2 separate regions of the Zea mays genome follow, and region 1 is linked to region 2. A link is a contact called in public Hi-C data. All regions are on one chromosome and are shown on one strand. Each heading gives the region's core, a stretch centred on a gene start, on an enhancer-like site or on the middle of the called end of the contact. The rest is flanking DNA. Distances are from core to core; before and after follow the strand shown.

The links. A called contact is a pair of places that touch in the nucleus more often than the background predicts.
Region 1: a contact with region 2 is called in a Hi-C map of tassel, with 4 times the contacts expected there. The contact joins the promoter of LOC100382247 here to the promoter of LOC100191928 in region 2. A contact is called at or near these places in 2 of 25 Hi-C or Micro-C datasets (ear and tassel).

Annotation. Positions count from the first base shown.
Region 1 is chr8:11,308,790-11,311,489 of Zm-B73-REFERENCE-NAM-5.0, forward strand. LOC100382247 (putative heavy metal transport/detoxification superfamily protein) reads left to right here and starts at 1,389. Exons shown (of 3, transcript NM_001175000.1): 1 at 1,389-1,468; 2 at 1,553-1,628; 3 at 2,090-2,700. The coding sequence starts at 1,430.
Region 2 is chr8:10,432,846-10,435,545 of Zm-B73-REFERENCE-NAM-5.0, forward strand. It overlaps LOC100191928, which reads right to left and starts at 1,435. Exons shown (of 6, transcript NM_001137515.1): 1 at 1,052-1,435; 2 at 819-926; 3 at 532-636; 4 at 235-300; 5 at 1-71. The coding sequence starts at 1,241.

The DNA.
Region 1 (2,700 bases), core at 139-2,638, 880 kb after region 2:
CTCTCTTCTTCTGCTACTAGCTAGTCGTCTCTCGTCACGGCTAAAAATGCATTTATTTGTCTCGCCTCTACGACGAGTACTCTGCACTGCACTCACAGAGCTTTTGGAGGTCATCGTCGCGTCGCTGTTCTTCCGCCTCCAGCCTTTTCAATTCCTTCCCATAACCGTGCTCGTCGAGTTACTTATATATTTTTGCGGGTGTAAAGTCTTACCCATAACCGTGCTTACGCGAGTAATTTTACCCGTCGAGTAACCCGTACCCGTTAAAAAATTATTAAATTCCAATATACCAATCACTCAAAATATTAAATAAACAAAGAGCTTTGGAGGTCCGAGTAAAATGCGTGGATGCTATATTTGGAGTCCTAAAAACGCATTCGTCTGGCCTCTACGAGGAGCACTGCACTGAGTGCACTCACAGAGAGCTTTTGGATGTCATCGTCGCGTCGCTGTTCTTCCACCTCCAGCCTTTTCAATTCCTTGGTCACTTACTCACTTCCCTTCTCCTCGCTGAAGCACCTGTCCCTCTCTCCCTCTGAGTGACCCTCTCTCTCTCGCACGGACTCCCCCATCACTCACCCTCACCTGCTCTCTCACTTGTCAGCTTTTCGGCCCCCCGCTCTCCACCAACCACGCGCTCATTCATATGAAAACGCTGCACCTGCTGCACCCAACAGGCCAAGGCCCAACCCCAACAAGACAACGAGGTGCAAGGCTTCGCCACTGCTCGCCTGCTCCCCTGCAACCCCCAGCCGACATGTGGGACCCGAGGTAGTAACTCCATTCGGATAGGGTTCATGCAGAAGTTGCATCGATGCATAGAGATTGCATCAGCACGTATTGGGAGCCATAAAACCCCGAAGAGAATTGTGGATAAACTACTAAGGAAAGTTTGGGAGCCAAAAAAACTAGAAAAGAATTCTAGGGGCTAAAAGTTTCTCTTATTATTTAAATTTAATAAAAAAAAGATTTTAGCATCTTCAATGTTCTCAGGTTTTATAGCTCCTAAGCGGTGCGGAAGGCGAGCAAGGGAAACCGGAGACGGAGGCCCAAGACAAGCCCAGGCGTGCGTGAGGGGTTGAGATATACTCCATATAGGAGAGAGAGAGAGCGCGCGCGCCAGCAGGGCACAGGTGATGCGTTGTAGTGTAGCGGAGCGGAGCAGAGCAGAGCAGGTGAGAGAGAGGAGGAGCGTCGCCGAGCCATTCTTAAATGTGAGCGGGCGGGGGTAAGTGAGGTGAGTAGAGTAGTAGTGGCTTGGCTTCACCTGCTACTGCAACGGAACAAGAACAGAACCACCATCACTCCTCCGCTCTTCACCATCAGCTGCCGCTTCCTCTCTTTTCTCCCCCCAGTAGCCAGCAGTCTCCGTCACTCTCTCACACACACAAAAGCAGCGACTTGCTCACAGTAGTGCTCCACGGACAGAATGACCAAAGACGACGAGTTCAAGCTGGTCAAGATCCAGGTTTCCCTCTCTCTCTTTCTCTGCCTCTCCTTCCCTCTCCCACGTTGCTTCTTTAGTAAGAGCTGACCCAACTGTTCCTCGCAGAACCATGTGCTCAAGGTGAACATACACTGCGACGGGTGCAAGCACAAGGTCAAGAAGCTCCTTCAGAAGATCGAAGGTACTTCTTCTTTCTTTCTTTCTTTCTTGACACTCACTTCACTGCCCATATCTTAGACTGGCTGCCCGGCCACCAAAAAGCACACCGCCCTGCTGTGTCTTGCTAACATGCGTTGCGTTGACACGACAAAGAGATCCCGGCTTCTCATGTAAAAAGAAAACAGAAGATAAAAAGAACCGGTAAAACTTCGTTTCATGATGCGAATTTTTAACTGTGCTATGGTAAAGAGGGCGGCCCAGACTTTCACCCCCTAGGGTGAGGTGAAATTTCCTGCCGTTCTTTCGGATGGATGGGCACAGCAGAGCCCCCCACTCACTGCACAAGCCCCCACATCTCGTGCTTGTGACATGCAGTCGCCAGTAGTACATGGTAATTACTAGTTACCGTGGCTCACGAGCAGCCTGTGATCTCCTCTCTCTCTCTCTCTGCTGCTGGCTGCTGCTGCATCTCATGGATGGCAGGCGTGTACTCGGTGGCCATTGATGTGGACAACCACAAGGTGTCGGTGACAGGCGACGTGGACTCGGAGACCTTGATCAGGAAGCTCACCAGGGGCGGCAAGCACGCGGAGCTGTGGTCGCAGCACAAGGGCGGCAGTGCCCAGCAGAAGCAGCAGGCCCAGCAGCAACAGCAGCAGAAGCAAGGTGGCAATCCGAGCAAGGATGGGCACAGCAAGAGCAGCAACAACAACGGCGGCCAGAAAAAGGACCAGGGGAAGCAAGGAGGAGGAGGAGGGGTTGGTGGGGGCCTCGTGCAGGGCCTCAAGGCGTTCAAGAACCAGCACGGCGGCAACAAGCAGCACCACCAGCTCCCTGAGCTCCTCAGCTCGGAGGACGATGACGGCATGTTCGACGACGATGACGGCGAGTTCGACGACGACTACGAGGAGGAGCTCCGGTTCCTCGGGGACAAGATGAGCCAGCTCGGGCTCCACGGCAACGGCAACGGCAACAACCAGCACCACCATCAGAACAAGAACGGGAACAACGTCGTCGCTGTCAACAGTAACCACAGCAATGGCAAGAAGGGTAACGGCGGCGCTGCAGCCAATCGCCACCAGAGCCAGAACCAG
Region 2 (2,700 bases), core at 185-2,684:
AGAGTCTTTGCTCCTCTTGGAACCACTGGCAACTGCATCCTGCACCTGTAGCTCCTCGTCCTCAAGACCGCCTGGCCATCAACACAAAAAATTCCCTCAATTCTTCCCCAAAAAGTGGGAAACAAACAAACAAGCAAGCAAACAAAAGAGCGGGGCGAGCATTTATCTTGCTCGAAAGAGCCATACTAATGGCAGTAAAGCTGGCAGTTGGAGGTTGAGTGGTTGCTTTCACACCTGATTCCAGCGTGCTGTTCGCGGCTTCCTCTGACGACACGGGAGGAAGGAGAGCGGCAGGAACGCCTGACCAAGAACCTAAAGCGCGATTAGTGGGGGAAAGGAGAACGGGGAGGAGAAAAACCAGTCTTTTTTATCTGATTTTTGGGATTTGCGTGCAGGAACGGCGGTGGGAGTACGGTGCACACGAGGCCGGTCAGCTTGACCCCAACGGAAGGGAAAGCACGGCCACGGCCACGGCCACGCATCTCGAAACAACAACACGCGATGCTTTGCGCCCTTGCCCGTGGTGTGTACCTGGCCCCGAAGGTGAAGAAGCCTTGCCGCCGTCTTTCTCGAGCGCCTCGGCCTCGCTTCCCTCGTCGGCCATGGACGTCGCGCCCGGGCCTTTCTTGCCCAAATCTGAACGGGAAAACGGTCGGCAGGTCAGGCCGTGGATTGGTGGTACAGTAACCTTTGTCACTGATCTGATGATGGGATGACTTAATGTGAGTAGGCAGACTTGGTTCGTTCGTCCGTCCACCCTGTTCTTTGGAGGAGGAGATCCTCCCAGTGACGTGACGAGTGATTAGCCGACGGCTCACCTAATCCCTGCCTGGAGGCGTTGTAGGTGTCGGCGGCGGCGACGACGCCGCCCACCTCCAGCGAGCCGACCCCGACGCCGCCCGCATTGCTGGAGACGGGTCGGCTGGCTGCTCGAGCAAACGAAGAGACAAACCACGTTCGGAGAAAGAGTCAGCGGTAGCGCCGTGGAATGAATGGGGCCGGCGGCGGGGAGACGGACGGGACGGGGGGTGCGAGGGCTTGCTTTGCTTACTCATGGCGATCTGGATGGCGTCGAACTTGGCGGTGGAGAAGTAGGCGCAGGTGACGAGGAGGAAGCCCGCCACGAGGCCCAGGCCGAACCTGCGCGGCTCCACGCGGCTGACGCTCTTCACCAGCTTCCCTCCGTCCTGCTGGCCGGCGTAGCTGTACGGCAGCTTGCCGCCGCCGGCGTCCATCCCCATGCTTCACTCAGCTAGTCAGCTCAGCTGTCACCTCCCCCTGCCCCGGCCCGGCCCCCCCTGCTTATCTCCGTAAGAGCAGCAGCAGGAGAAGAAGAAGAAGCGGCAGCAGAAGCAGAGCGCCAGAGCCTCCTCCCTCTCTGGTGACTAGTGAGCACGGCGAAGGAAGCGGCAAGCCACGGCACCTGCGAAGCGCCACACAGGCAAACGCCCCACGCCAAAGCGGCGAGGCGGTGCGCAAGCAATAAATTGCGACCGTGAGGCGCCGGGCTCCGCTGGGGAGACGGTTCTGTGGGGGGCGTGGAAGGATGGACGAACGAGTGAAAAGTGAATACGGCAGGGGTGGCGTCCGTCTCTGCTCGCCACCTCCATTTATTCCTCCCCGTAAACCTCCGTCTGCCATGCCATGGCCCACCCTGTTAATAGTACAGTAGGCTGCCATGCCATCAGTAGTAGTACTGTATTTTACTCGTTGTGTTTTCGCCTTTTCGGGAACACAATTTTCCTTCCCCACCAATAAAGAACGCAAAGGCAGCTGGAGATTTCCGAGAGAGAGAAAGTATATATATTATTATATAAATGGCGGGCACCGGCAAAACATGCCCGAAAAAATGGGCCTCTCTGGCTGGACCGGACTGGATGGGGTCCGTCCGTCCGTCCGTCCGTGTATGTATGTGTCTGTATTATTGAGGGTTCGATTAGCCGCCGCTGGATCCATGGGAACACGGAGGAGGGCTCAATTCCATGGTGTAGCACCATGTGGAGATGCAGTGGTTGCTGTTGAGAAACCCTAAAAGGGGTTTAATGGGCTAATACCGAAACTGCCATTAGGGGTACACAGGTTATATATATGTACTCATACTAGGGATGGCAGTTGGACCCGTGGGTATGGATACCCGCGGGTTTCGTACCCACTGGATATGGATACGGGTACAAAAACTCACTCGTGGGTCCTATCGGGTCGGATACCCGAAATACATCGGGTCGGGTATGGATAAAATACTTTACCCATGGGTATCCAGTGGATACCCGAAATATCAATATACCTCTTTAAATATGTTACATCCACTAAGAATGTGCTACATTCACTAGAAAAACTCACTCGCATGTGTTGTTGATTAATGAATATTAATTTATGTTGTGTTAACAGTCAATTGTAATGTAATCGAGACCAATGAGACATTGACAATGGTATAATTGTCAACTGTCATGAACTCATTAAGCTTTTATTCTCTGTACTCAAATTTAAATTTATTGGATGTCATAATTATGAGTTGAGATATTGTATCGACGTGTAGCCAAATATAGTCATTCTCGTGTTGCATTGGTGCTTAGATGTAAACTAAAATATTTTATGCATTTATTATAACACTGAACAAATGTTATTTAGTCTACAATAACATATCCACTGAATACCCGATATCCGGTGGATACCCGATGGGCATGGGTACGGGTACAATTT